2 separate regions of the Mus musculus genome follow, and region 2 is linked to region 1. Evidence: chromatin contacts called from public Hi-C data. All regions are on one chromosome and are shown on one strand. The core of a region is the stretch at or near the end of the contact, and the rest is flanking DNA. Distances in the headings are between cores, read along the strand shown. Region 1 overlaps Iqgap2 (IQ motif containing GTPase activating protein 2). Region 2 has its middle 26 kb from the start of Gm24032.

Region 1 (7,393 bases), core at 3,250-5,749:
TTGTCTGGGCCTCCACTGCAGGCAAGGGGCTCACGCTCTGGCTTCCAGCCCTCTCACTTTTGTACATTTCTAGGGAAGACTGGTAACCCTGGGATCCAGGTCACTAGGCTCTTGTGGCATCACCAGAGCTTCCAGTGTAGCAACTGGCTACCTGTGTGTGAGTTTTTCTTTACACTAGAAACTTACACGTTGTGGAAAATATTCAGTCCCAACCCAGAATTTCTACGCCACCTTTGATCATTCGGTTCCCAAATAAAAGACATACAACTTTTATTATTTATATATCAGCACTAGAGCTGTACAGATATCTATTCTCTATTAAACCTATTTCCTATCAATAACCCTGAGTTATTATTTACTATGTTACTCTGGGCTGCTCTTAACTCGTTGGCCACCCTCATTGGCCATGTTTTCATGATCCCAACTTATGTCATCTTTCTTCTCTCCCACCTTCCTCTCCCCCTCATAGTCTTACCCCTAGCCCAGGAACCCATGACCCTGCCTAGCTTTCTTTTGCCCAGTTATTGGCTGTAGGCTTCTTTATTCATCAATCAGGGAATTGGTGAATATAACTTGGAAATTGGAAAGTAATTTGGGGGACATGGTTATATAGCTTCCCTTGGGTCTTTGTGCAGACTCTTATCCCTGGGGGCAATCAGACCTTGGGGGCAGGGGCTGTATTTACAATATAAGCAAAAGCCAAACCTCAACACTTACAGGTGAGATTCTTGGATCACAGGGATCATATAATGGAAGGCCCTTACATCCCTCACCAATAAGGTCTTATGCATATGCCACACGGATCCCAGAACTTTAGAAAGTTGATGTTGAGGTTTCTCGCCAGTCTTTCAAAGAACACAACTCTACATGCATCTCACTATTTCATCTTCTTTTTTAAATTTACAAAGTAGTTCTTCCTGTATTTACTAAGCATTTTAATCCTTTCCTTTGTGTGTGTGTGTGTGTGTGTGTGTGTGTGTGAACTACCTATTAATATTATTTGACCAACTTTAAAATTTTTTAACTTTATAGCATGTGTGTGCATGTGCATGCCATGGCATGCATATAGAGGTCAGAGGACAGCTTGATGGAGTCTGTCGTCTCCTCCTTCCCTTATGTGGGTTCTGGGGTCCAGCCCAGGCCATCAAGCTTGGAACTTTTACTCATTGGGCCAACTTGCAGACCATGCTTTTATTTATTCTTTAAAATAGAAATTCAGTAACCCAACCCTTTCAGCACTATTTGGATGTCAGGACTCATCTCTGATTGCTCTGTCCCCCTGGGGAAATGAGTCAGAAGACGGAGCCTTTCAAGAGACGTACAAAATATAAAGTTCCTTAAGTTGAAGAGCTAGAAGAGTGCACAGAAAGACAGATATAACACACAGGTTACCTGCCAGTGCCACACAGGGAAGACTGGCATCTGTCCAACTTGATGGCTCTGGGTCCTTTGAAATCAGACCCTTTCATGGTCATCTGTAGAAGGCTGAGTTGGTGTGTCTTTGTCCCCATGCGGAGAGCAGAATGTAAGGACACCTTCAGTGCTCACCAAACCTTGTCCCTTCTGTCATTTTCAATGACTGGGGCCCTGATATTTGCATAGTGATTCAGCAGTGGGCAGGCTCGATGCTTGGATAATTTGGTTGAGATAAGCTCCTGGTGTAAGCTTTTCAAAGGTTAACAGAAGCCTGATTTGAGTGCCCTAGTGCACAGAGGTTTCTAGGGACTTCTGATTGTCTAAAACCCTCATATAGAGCTGGGTTATAATAGTGGAATTTCAGAGAGACCCACAGGGCCAGTTAGGGACAGTTGACATTAAACACTGCAAAATTCCAAAGTGCAGACAGCTTGGCAAGTGTAAGTTCGGGTGCATTCTGTTCGGGACTCGGTTTTTTTCCCCTTCAATAGTGCCTTTGTCCTTCTGCTAAAGGTCAGACTGGAGTTGTCAGGTCCTCGTGTTCCCTTCCCAGAGTTACTAAGGAACAGGGTCGATGGGTTGGTTGATTCAGTGTTTATGTTCTCATCCACCTAACACGAGGCCGGATTTTACAGATTTGGCAGTATACGCGAATGGTTCCATTTTCCAGCTCCTCATGAGCAGATGCGGGTTCTGAAGTCACTGTGAACACTCATAGTGATCTGTGCCCACTTGACTGCTGGTCTCCTCGGCAGCAAGGTCAGCACTGTGGGCAGGGCCAGCCTGCGTCTTCCTTTAGAAGGCAGCAGAGTTGGAGTCCCAGGCTGCTATCTGGACCATGGGTGTTCAACTCGGATGATGTAGCTTGGTAATGTGGGTGCAGCCATTCCCTGGCAGGGCTGTTAGGTGAAGGAGCACATATTGCCTGCTTCCCAGTGCATACGGGGCATGTGCTAACTTACCCGGGAGAATTAGGCTTGGGTACAGAACTCTGAGTCAGGGCCTCTACTCTCGCTCTTTTCAGACCATGAGAAATGTCGAGAAGCCCTGCTTCAGACAGAGGCCACCAAGGACCCACAGCTGACCTCTGACTTCCTCAAGCTACTGGAAAGTCCTGGTGGACAGTCCTCAAACACACAGCTTTGTGAGGGAGCTAGCAGTGGACGTGTATATACCCCTGGTGATCGTGTCAGTGATTCCTTAAGCCTCGCTTAGTTTGTTGGGGTGACAACATAAGCGAGAATTGATCTTCCCTGGGCATAGCTTCCAGCTGTATTTGTTTAGTACCTCCTTTCGAAGTTCCTGGGCACATTATAAAAGTCCTCAGCGGCCAGGTGTGGTGGGTCATACCTGGTATCCCAGGATGCACAAAGCTGTCCCACAAAGCCATGAGTTTGGAACTAGCCTGAAGTACAGAATTAGACTCTGTCTCCAAACAAACTCCTCAGCTTGCATCTAATGCAGCCTCAACCCCACCCCCACTTCTACTCCTTGTTTCTAAGCTTTAGCTCTGGGGTGCAGGGGCAGAGAGGAGAGTCTGGGGGACCGGAACCAGAACCAGGGAGACATTTGACTCACTGAGTAGTAGTTAGGACCTCTTGCCAGTCTCTGCTTCTGTAGGCTTTGTTCTGATGCTGAAGGGCTGTGTGTGTGTGTGTTTGCTCGATTGTGTGCGTGAGTCCCCTGGGGCTGCTTAGTGGCACCCCTCTTCCTCTCTCAAGAAGTTATTCTGAGGTTAAACAAGGTCCCCCTTACACCGCTAGGTATTAATGCCACATTTGTGCCTCCAGCTCCTCCTGAGTAAGGGTCTTTTTTGTTTGTTTGTTTGTTTGTTTGTTTGATCAGTAGCTTTTCTCCTTTGAGTGAGGGTCTTTTTGTGATGAGCTGCTGCCTGGAAACCCTGAAGTTCTTACCCTCTCAACCTCTCTTCAAAAAGCAGTCCTGTTCACTGCTGTGGTCTGTGCTCTGCCCAAGGCTCAGAGCCCTAGGATGGAATGGTATTCTTCTTTCAGGGAAATCCACACCCCGGCAATTTGCATAGGGATCCTCCCCTGAGCTTTCCCCCTTCTAAACATCTAGTTCAAAACTGGATCCCAGCCTTGTGGCTTGGGTATCCCCCCAACCCATGGGAAGGAAGTTAAATTGTCTCAACTCTCTCACAGTAGCTAAAGTAGCCATCTTCCCCCTGGGGGAGAGCATTGGGGGGTGGGGGAGGCAATGTCCCCAGAGGTTCTTTTGGAAACTGTCCCATGGTCCTGACTTATTGAGAGGTGATCAGGGCTGGATTAGAAACTTTCCGTCCCCACCAGGCCATCAACCAATCTTTCTTTCTTTGGGTTTTGGGTAGGAGCATGAGGAACTATCAAGAATTGGACTATTCCTCTTGGTGTGCTGGAGGGGATGGTATCCATCCTCAATACTGTCAGCTTCGGGCTTGGCTGTAATTCCAATAAGGAAGAAGTTCCACTCAGTAGTGTCCCTTTTACATTGGTGGTGCTCTCTGTCATTACTTGAACTTAGTGTCAGGAATGTGCCCCTGTACATCCTTTCCTGTTATCAGAGAGGGCAGGCCCAAGCTGCCACTCATGACTACTCATGCAGAATTTGAACACAGGGCTTCCAAGGGTGTCTAGGTTGAGGAAGATGCTAAAGATGTTAAATTGTCTCAACTCTCTCACAGTAGCTAGAGTAGCCATCTTCTCACTACAGCATTATTTTTTTTTACAGCATTATTTTAATTGCCTGTAAGAATAGGAGATTCACGTTTCTCCAGGTTTCCTTTGAGTTCTTCCTACTGACTCGCTGCCAGGAGTTCCAAAGGTGTGTGTTCTCTTGGGCAGACTTCTCCAGGCAATGCCCCCTGCACTCACCTAAGAAAGCCGCAAATCCACTGACCTTGGATAGGCTCACTTTAAATAGCAGAGATGACAACTGTGTGGGAATCGGTCTCTGGGAAACTATAGTCTAGTTCATTTATTCAGCAGATAGAGAGAGAAGGGGAATGGAGTGTGACTCTCCAGTTATTGGCTCCCAAGGGAGCTACCTGGCAGCTGCTTGGAACTTAGGTCACACAGAGGGAGCACTCCAGCTGCCTGGAGTGGCCAGGCCCAAGGTCCAGGTTCAGGCAGGAAGGAAAGAGGGCAGGAGCGTTTAGGTGTCGCCGAATTCTCAGCAACATTTATTGTGTCAGCTTGCTCTGTTTAAGTCAGCTACACCAATGCAGGCGCAGTGCTGTCTCAGTGGAGTTTTGACGTATTCCTGGATTTCTCTCCTTTAGTTTGATCAAGTTTCTCTCAGTGTACTTTTACCAGTAAGAAAGCTATAGTTTTCAAGAAAGTGCTGGAGAGAACAACTCGTCCCCCTGTGAACCCAGGACCAACTTGTACCTATATGAAAATGAGTCCATAGACAGAGTGGGAGGGAAGGGGAGAGGAGAGAAGGGGAGAGGGAAAAGAGAGAACACTATAAACGTTATTTCAGCACTCGGTGTTTAGCTGTGTCATCATTAGCTGAGAACTAGTAATGAGCATTTGAAAGCTGAACTCCCCAATTCAAAGGTTGTGTTCTACAAACTGTGTCTACGCACTCATGAGGAGGAGGGGCTGTCCCATGCAACCCCCACGCAGCCACGCAGCCCACTTACCTCCCTGCCTGGCTCGCCCCCACAGACAGGTATCTGTTTGCATATCCTGGGGGGGAGGTAGGTTTTCTGAGGCTAAAGTTAGTCTGGACTTATTCCAAATCATATAAATAATTTAGGTGATTAGATATGACTAATGCCTCTACTCTATATTGCTGCTCTGGACTTCTACCGACACGCTCCTCCACGATAAGCATCTCCAGCCGGCTCGTTCCCACGTGGGCCTCCAGCCTGGTGGCAGCAAGCCTTGAGCAGATCCGGCCTGTTGAAAATCACTTTACCTTTCTTTCCTCTTTCCTAGAATAATTTGAGCTTGTGTTTTAGAACCACCTTTGCACATGTGTTGTCCTTTAGGCAGGTGTCAAGAGGTGTCCATGGATGGGACCTGTAGCACTTGGTCTCCTGGTGTCCTTTAACTTTTTCTACTGAGTCCTTGCCATGAACCTGAAACTGTTGGGATGACCTAGTGGCCCTTTCCTTAGTCACCCTTCCTGCTGTCCTTCGGCACATGCTCTTAACATGTCTCCATTTCCCATCTGTAAAGAAAAGTGTGTGAGCACATGTGCCTGTCCAGGTAGTGTTCTGTGGCTTAAGAAATCTATGTCATGCGTATCTGTTGAGAAGAAGTAAGGTCCATGAATGTGTAGCTTGTGAATTAGCCCGGTTCGGCTCTTGCAGCTTATCCATAACCAGCATGAGGAAGTTGGGGGCGGGGAGGGGCATTGTGAAACCCAAGCTGAGCCCAGAACACCCTCGCAGCAGGATTTGTTATTGTACAGAGCTGGCTGCGCCATCCCTCAAGCCATGTTTCCTGAAACCTAAGAAGCCCGCGTAGAGTAGAGGTCTCTTATAACCAGCTCCTGTTCCCTCAAGCCTTCGTGTGACTGTCACATGGTCTCAGCCTTCTTCTGTGTGGTCACTAAATACCTTACTGAAGCTGAAGCCTGTGGGTGACACTGGGATTTACCTAAGGCTAGTCGGAGAAGCCTGGAGGTGATGGCAAACCTCCTACTCCGGCCGCTCTCAAAAGAGGGGCTCTTCTGCAGGCTTCTTCCCTGCAGAAACTCTTTTGGTCATTTCTCTATGCAATGGAGCTAGAAACCTTAGTGTCATGCATAAAGGTAATCCCCAGGGTGTGAGCACAGCACAGCACAATCTTTATCTTAGCCAGTTTCTTTGTGTGTGTGTGTGGGGGGCATTAATCCATCTGGGTTTTTTTTTCCTGGTCTGTCACTTTTCTCTTTTAAATTTGTTTATTTATACACAGAGACACACACATGGGCACACACACACACACAAACATACATACATACATACACACACACACACACACACACACACACACACGAGCGTGCGTGCACGTGTGTGCACATACACAGAATCAAAGCAGAGGTCTGAGGAGAGCTTATAGGAGTCATTCTCCTTCTGCCACATGGTTCCAGGAGTGGAGCTCATCCTGTCACTCTTGGCAGCAAGGACTTCCATCAGCTGAGCCATCTGGCTGGTCCTGACTTTTCTTTCTAACTAGGCATAGCATCCAGTTGTAGAGATGTCCTTTTGAACTTCTTATGACTTAGATGTTTATTTTCTGGTCACTTCTCTCAGAAGAAACCTGCTGCCTTTCCCCATGGGGTGGGGTGGAGAAGGTGCATATGGGCTTCCATTTCCTCTGTCTGTAAGAAGATGCCTCAAGAACAAATTTTCTTTCTGATGACTGCTTAATGCAGGCCAACGATGACATTGTAGATAAGGGACACAATACCTCATTGTCTGGAAAGTCTCCACATGGTGGAAGCTCTTGGTAAGAATCCATGGCAGTTAGCCACTAAGGTGTCAGGTCCTGGTTGAACTGTGCTAAAGAGACTTGTTTTGCCAGCTCCAGGCTGTGCCAGCCTTCCTCTCTGCTTTCATGACCTCTCAAAGCAGGTAGATGGTTAAAACAAACAAACAAATTACAACCACCACAACAACAAAAACCAACAACAACAAAAACTGACAGGAAAAAGCAGCCTATTAACTTACAGCAATATTAGATGATTTCCAAGGTGTGAGGCCTGTAGTCCCCCCAGGGCTCTTGCAGCCCAGCCCAGCTCAGAGTCTATACTCCCTGAGCCAAGATATATGGAGACTCCAGGGCAGAGACATGTGACAGAGAAGACACTCTCCAGGTGACTTTGGTCCCAGAAAGGTACTCTGGGTGGCAGGGCTGTCATTAATTATTAATCTCTATGTAAAATCAAGAAGTAGAAGCAGCTCACCCAGCAGTAAATGCTGCCCCCTGGTGAGCTGCTTCAGGTTGAGCTGCTTGGAGAGGCCTTGGGAAGGACGGGTAAGGAG
Region 2 (7,393 bases), core at 2,898-5,397, 140 kb before region 1:
TGTCTCTTATCTGGGAACTGAATGGTCAAAGGTGGGATAGAAACCTCTGAAATTAAGTAAAGACAACAACATTTTGAAAATAAATCTGTTCACTATTTCCAAGGAGACAGTGCCATTTCTGTCTTATAAAGATATAAAAATGATGTTTCTCTTTCCTTACATAAAAATAAACAAGTGCTTAAAATATCTTATGGTGATTTTCTTGTTTGAGATAAGGTCTCTATGTTAACCAGGCTGTTAAAATCCTGGGCTCTTGTACCTTGTGACCTTGTATATTTTCTTAGTGGATTCTTCATAATTATCTTCTGTCAGAAAACGCAAATTACTAAACCTGAGAAACTCAATACTGGGGATGCTGAAATAAAGCAGGATTCCATGAAGACAGTTTCAACTTTAAAACAACACACTTATAGGTAGAAGGCACCCTAAAAGTGTACATGCACTTTTAGAAGTTGGGCATGGTGGTGCATGCATGCCTTTAATCCCAGCACATGGAGGCAAAGGTAAGAGGATCTCTGTGAGTTCAAAGACAGCCTGGTCTACACATTGAGTTCCAGGACAGCCAGGCTGCAAGTGCCTACAGAAGTCAGAGGTGGTGGACGCCCTGGAGCTAGAGTTGGAGGTGCTTGTGAATCATGGACATGGATGCTGGGAACTGAACTCCGGTCCCCTGGAAGAGTAGTAAGCGCCCTTAAGTGCTGAGCTCTCTCTCCAGCCCTGTGGATAGCATCTTAAAAGAAATGTGTGAGGCAGAAGAAGCATGTGATAAAACTAAGCAGAATGGTGGCAGAAGAGCCTGGGTTTCCATTTTGACTCTCGTACCAGCTGCAAAGCTCAGCTTTATATACCTCTACAAATGGCTCTAATGAGCACCACCCATCTGCCTGCATCCAGTGGGCACATACCAGGCTTCATGCATGTCCTCCCTCCACCAGTGCTGATGTTATTAGAGCCAGTATCTGTAGGAAAGCTTGAGGCTACATTTCCAGACATAACTTCAGCCAACGTTGCTAGCTCATGAATGTGGAACACTGGCAGGACCCCATGTGTGCTTGTATGTGCTCCTTCAAAACCAGGGTCTAGCAGGGTCTAGCAGGGTCTAGCAGATCACAGGGATGCAGTGGCAAAAGGAAGTCAGGCTCTGCTGTCTCACTACCTTGTCTCAGGGGCCAGAACTGTACGCTGGTGACCTGAAGTCACCACGTAGCAGGCTTTGGGGACTTCCTACTGTAAGGTTTCCCAGCTGCATTGACTCAGCCTCCTCAGCCCATCTGTCCTGCGAGGACAGCTGGCCAATGCCCTGTTAGCTGATGCCTCTAAGTTGACGTCACACCAAGAGACATGTCTATTCTCTCACTAGCATGTTGGTATGGTCTGCCTCCATATTCACAAAACTTTTGCAACAAGCCTGTTCAAAGAGTCTTGTGGGGACTACGTGCTTCTCTTGATACCGATTGCCTCGGCCCTGGTGACAGGCTGTAGCCAACACTTCCCTGAAAGCACTATAAAGATGTGTTTAGCATGCCTAAGGATGGGGGTTCCATCTTTATCACAGCAAAATAAATGAGTACATTTGAACAGGAACAACCAAGCCTGATGGGTCTCTTGTTATAACCTGTAAAAGCCTTTTGTATTGTACAGTTAGGAGAGAAACGGCTGTTGGTCCACCAAACTCTGGTGGGGTATGTAGAACTAAGTCTACTGAATTTGATGTTGTCATTGGTTCCGCCATGCTTTCTACAGCTTGGCCACATGGGAATTGTAGTTTTCCAGCATGAATGCCTGCTCAGTCTCAAGGAACTTTTTCAGGCACTAATAATGTATCTAATAACTCCACTAAAAGCTCTATGGGTACTTCGGACTTCCCCTTTTTCTATATCCCTCTTGTTCATAATTATTTATTAATATCTATCTATCTTGCCTATTTAGTGAAGATTATGAGGGTAAGAACTTCTGTCTGGTCACCAACATTTGGTGGAACAGGATCTCACTCGTGGAGTGATGTCCAGGAATGTTGGCGTGCCTTTAATCTCAGTACTTGGGATGCAAAGGTAGGCCTATTCTGTAAGTCTGTGGCTAGCCTGGTCTACATAATGACCATCTGTCAAAAAAAAAATGTAGTGAGTCATCTTGGATATCATGCTATCTGGACAATGCTTTTCATTTAACAAAACTGTATGGCCTCTAACACCCTCCATGTCAGGCAGTGCCACAACAAAATGATTTAGAGTTATTCTAGGTACACTAGAAAAATTGGCCTTGTATCTGGATAGTTAGAAAACTTTCCAGGTCCATGCCCTGGAAATGACTCAGGACAAATAAAAGGCTGAGGGACTGAGGCCCCGTGGCACATCAGGTAACAAGGAGGTTCTTAGGGAGGCCATGTGGGTGGGGATGGAATGGGGTGGCACAGTCTTCCCCCTCCCCCACACACACACTCAAACTTCTGACCCCCCCCCCCACCTCACCTTTGTCTGCCTCAAAAGAGCCGCCCCAGGGCCATGCTAGAACAGTAAATATGGGATCATGTTTGCTGACTTGGCTTAGGAACAAGATCTCACTCTGACCTTTTCCCACAGTGTAGTGAAAAGGAAGGACGAATTCAAAGTGAATCACACAGGTTTCCCATGAGGAAACCACATTGTATTGAGAAACAACTGAGCATTGCTGCCTAAAAGGACAAGGACATGTGTCCCAGCCATGTTCCTTCCTGGCAGCAAAGGAGGCCCAGGAGAGTCAGCTCTGCTCACAGGAGCTGCATAGTGGTCAGATGGGCCCTTGGGTTTGTATTGTCAACTGAATCTGGTGAAGGAACTGGAGATCCTCGAGTTATCTTGTTCACGATGGGCTGCTTTTAGAACATTTAGTCGCTAAGGAAAAGGATGCTAGCTCCATGGCCAGGCTTTGTGGACACCCAGGATGTTGTCTAGAGGAGAGAGACAACAGAGGAGCCTCTAGCAGCTCTTTCACCTGGGCCTCAGTTTCTGAGACATTTTCTGGACTTTTGAGGCTGGAATTTCTCCATCATTAGGTCGGCTCCTCTTTTTCCACCTGTCTGCTCTCACCAGACTCCTTCCACAACCCTCTTCTCTACCTCTTCACTCTTCTGGGTTCTTTCAGTGGTGCGTTTCTCTAGCCCCATCCGGGGTCAGTTTCTGTCTCGAGAACTCCCAACATGTAGGATTTAATAGGCTCAGCTTGTGGAATTTAATAAACGGTGAACTGTCTTTGGATTAGGGGCAAAATTATGGCTTAGCCGATGAATTTAACTGAAGCTACCTAGGAGGTTTCTTAGTTAGGGTTTAACTACTGTGAACAGACACCATGGCCAAAGTAACTCTTATAAGGGCAACATTTAATTGGGACTGTCTTACAGGTTCACAGGTTCAGTCCATTATCATCAAGGCAGGAGCATGACAGCATGCAGGCAGGCATGGTGCGGGAGAAGCTGAGAGTTCTACATCATCACCTGAAGGCTGCTAGGAGAAGACTGGCTCCCACATGGTTAGGAGGAAGGTCCCAAAGCCCACTACCACAGTGACACACTTCCTCCAACAAGGCCACACCTCCTGGTAGCACCACTCCCTGAGCCAAGGGTATTCAAACCATCACAAGTTATGTGGTATAATTTGCTCATCACATGACAGGCTCTGTGCTAGCATGGAGAATATACCAGTGAAGGAAAAAACATAAGACTTTGCTTTTGTAAATTCCACCTTCTACTGGGGCTGGAAGAGCTGACAAGAAAGAAAACAGAAAGCAGAACATGGGGTTGAGGCTGAGCAATGTGATGGAAGAAAACAGGCCTACATAAGGTGTGGGGAGTGCCTGGAACATGCTGCATATGACACCTTCTCTCTCTCTCTCTCTCTCTCTCTCTCTCTCTCTCTCTCTCTCTCTCTCTCTCTCTCTCTCTCTCTCTCTCTCTCTCTTCCTTCCTTTCCCAAAATGCTCCCTCTCAACACAGTCTCATTATGTAGTCCTGGCTGACTCAGGACTCACTATGTAGACTAGCCGGGTTCAAACCTACAGCCATCTTCTCGTCCCTGTCCACAGAGTCCTGGGATTCCAGGTGTGCTCTGCCACATCCTGCTTTAACTTCCAGGAATTAGTTGGGAAGGGCCATGTGAGAAAGTGATTGTGACTCACAGAGGACACAGAGGAGGTAACAAGCCTGGCTGGGCACCAAGCCCAGGCAGAGGTTATAACACAACAGCAGCACTCGCTGGCATGGTCAGCACCAACACTCACGGAAATGCATTGCCCCCAGGATCTCAAAGACAATAAAAAAATGAATGTCTACAGATGCCAAGCCTAAAATATGACAGTTGACACCCAGTGGAACACCCAGATCTGCATGTCCTTTCCCAGTTGAGGGTGATGTGGTTGCTCTAGGTACCATATTGAGATTTGCACACCTTCATTTACACCCAGCCTTCCTAGCCACTACCCACCCCACCCCCACCCCCACCCCCACGTCTCCAACCCGACATCCTCCTAGCTCTTCCTTCTGCCTGGAATTGCTTCCCATTCCAACTTTTCTTTCAAAAGTTAAGCCAGGAGCCTACCTCCTCTATGAAACCCTCTTACGTTTGCCCAAGCAGAATCTTTCACGGCCTGCTGAGTGTTCTCAAGGTGATTTTTGGTTGTGAGCCTAGCCTTTAACGGCTGAGCCATCTCTCCAGCCCTCAAGGTGATTTTATTAGCTTGCTTGACTGCTTAAGACCACATCTCATACTGTCCCCCAGGTTGGCCTTGAATTTAGGATTCTTCTGCGTCTGCCTTCTGAGGGCTGATATTACACACATTGGTCACCACACCCAGGTCCTCCCTTGAGTACCTTCCTTCTGCATTTTTTATGCCACCCAGGGACTATGCCATTCAAGGTCAGGGACTATAAGCATGCCATCTGGGGAGGCTGCTCAAGGTCAGGGACTATAAAAGAATCTGAGGATTTTTTTCTCCAGCTCCCAAGATTCAGGGTTAAACAAAACTCTTGATCCCTAAGAGCAGAAGGCCTTGGCCTTGAGGAGGGACTAGACTTAACCAGTTAGGAAGCTAAGGGAAGAGAACTCCTTCTCTGTGGCTATGGCAGTCATCATCCCTGCTGGGTAAATGCTTTCCAGGACAGTCACTTGGTTGGTTTTTTTTTCTTTGCAACAAAAGTGCCACACTCCAGTAACTAATTCCTCACCTATGTTCTGTAAGGAAGCCCAATAAACACTTTGGTTCTCCAAAGTGGTGAGTAATGCCTCCATTGGTCACTGGGAGCTTAGAAAAAGTACAAGGTGCTTATGACTTCCTCTGGGAAGGAATTTTAGCAACCTGAGCCCAAGCACACTGGAGAAACGAGAAATGACCTCCTGAGTCAGAGGTCACCAAGTTGGTCACATAACAAAGAAAAGGTCAGGCCTAGCAGAGTAGTAGCAGGGGAGGCTGGGAAGTGATACTAGCACAGTGAGAACCACATCCCGAAGTCCTTGTCTCTTCAAATGCAGGGTGTAGACGTCAGCTTCAGTGAAGACTCAGTGCGGGTCTGTAAGGAGAGTGTCAGGTCAGCCTTGCTCACAAAGATCACTCTTCCCGCTGAGCAGAAAGTCTGAGTGAGACCAGGACAGAAGACACCACTGCACAGAGCCAAGAAAGAAGGGTGGTGACCAGAGGTAGTGACAGTATGAATAAGAATGACCCCCAAGACTCCTACATTTGAATGCTTGGTTCCCAGTTGGTGCACTGTTTAGGAAGGATTAGGAGGTGTGGCTTTCTTAGAAGGGGGTGTGTCACTAGGATGGGCTTTAAGATTTCTAAGACAGGCACAGTCTCACTCTCTACCTGTGGATTAGGATGGCGGCTCTCAGCCACTTCCCCTAGCACCATGCTTGCCCGCCTGATGCCATGCTCCCGCCATAATAGAAATGAACTATCCTCTAAAACTGTAAGCAAGGCCCCCCAAAAATGGTTTCACTTATAAGTTGCCTTGATCAAGGTGTCTTGTCACCGCAATAGGACAGAAACTAAGACACAGGGAGAGAAGTACAGAGGCTGGAAAGGTGTTTACACATTAGTATCCTCGAGACTGAGTGGTAAACCAATGAGAAAACAAGAGAGACTCAGGAATGCCGTGGCCCCTCTGACAGGATGACTGGAATGGATGCTCAGGTCATTAACTGCCATGGGGGAGGGGAGAGAGGAGCAGACAGAATCAGTTTTAGGAGACAAGAGTAACTCAAAGGTATGGGCTACCTGACCCCTATTTAGAGAGCCCTGGGAAAGAACCGGTGGCTTTAAGGACAAAGAAGGGGAGCCGTAATCTGTGGCACAAAGACCTGAGGCCAGCCTAGGGTACATAGGAAGTTCTAGGTCAGCCTGGGCTACGGTGTAAGCTATCCTAAAACAAGATAACACAACTACAGAAAGAAACCACCCAAGAACAACAGCAATAGCAAAAGTTCACATGGAGTTAGACAAGTCAGCATGGTAGAATGGAGAGCTTTGGGCAAGAGTGAAGCTGCCCTCCATGCACACAATGGGAGGAGGAAGGAGGCAACACGGGTGTCTGTACTGGGCATTTTTCTATTGCTGTGATAAAACATCATGACCAAGGCAACATATATATAAAGTGATTTATTGGGTTTACCATTCCAAAGGGTTAGAGTCCACAATGGTGGAGGAAAGGCCTGACGGCAGGAACAGCTGAGAGCTCACATCTCAAGCTGCAAGCAGGAGACAGGGAACAAACTCAAGCTGGCAGGAGGCTTTTGAAACCTCACAGTGGGGGAGGGGAGTCCCTGAGATATAACTCCTCTAATAAGGCCACACCTCCCAATCCTTCTGAAACAGTTCCATCAGCAGGAAGCTAAGTATTTAAACTTGTGAGCCCATGGGGCCGTTCCCATTCAAGCCAGCACAGCATCCTTGGCAGGGGGAGTCCTGCCTCTCCCTGCCCCACTGGTCTCTGACTCAGTCCATTAGTGGGCATCTCACCCTCAAATACTGCACTCACTGACGATGCCAACACAATGTTCATCAGTGCTTCCAGTTCCTTGTGTTTGAGGGAGCTGTGAGGTTAAAGGCAGTTAAGTGTGCAAGTGCTCAGAACCGTGCCTGGTGTATAGAGGATGCTTTGAAAAACACTCACAAACATCACATTACCAGAAATGCCATGATTACCCGGAGTTTCCCAGGGTTCTCTCTTTCTGTGTCTGTCTGCTTCTTGCGAAGCCATAAAATATATTCTTTTGACCGTTAATTGAATTTCTGCTTCTAATTTACTCTTCATTTGTTGAATCAAAAAAAATAATAATAAGCTGTGTAATCTGAACAGAAATTTCTCAAATTATCTGGAATCTAAAAAAAAAAAAAAAATCTGACCCCGCGAATACCTGAAGCTCTG

Evidence for each region. A called contact is a pair of places that touch in the nucleus more often than the background predicts.
Region 2: a Hi-C map of liver shows a contact between it and region 1, with 2.7 times the contacts expected there. The contact joins two enhancer-like sites. A contact is called at or near these places in 3 of 484 Hi-C or Micro-C datasets (bone marrow-derived macrophages, liver and nephron progenitors) and 1 of 115 datasets of contacts at active chromatin or transcription factors (pancreatic cancer cells).

Annotation. Positions count from the first base shown.
Region 1 is chr13:95,777,332-95,784,724 of GRCm38.p6, reverse strand. The region is part of intron 2 of Iqgap2 (IQ motif containing GTPase activating protein 2); the gene reads left to right. Gm32702 (a long non-coding RNA gene) reads right to left here. Exons shown (of 3, transcript XR_382767.3): 3 at 6,765-7,393. Among named protein-coding and RNA genes, the nearest start is that of Gm32702, 17 kb to the right of the region's middle. Within about 2 kb of position 4,499, at least 15 of the 459 cell types and tissues checked have an H3K27ac peak or open chromatin away from gene starts, as enhancers often do. A contact at or near this core is called in liver, where this site is marked.
Region 2 is chr13:95,919,610-95,927,002 of GRCm38.p6, reverse strand. No RefSeq gene overlaps it. Among named protein-coding and RNA genes, the nearest start is that of Gm24032, 26 kb to the right of the region's middle. Within about 2 kb of position 4,147, at least 15 of the 459 cell types and tissues checked have an H3K27ac peak or open chromatin away from gene starts, as enhancers often do. A contact at or near this core is called in liver, where this site is marked.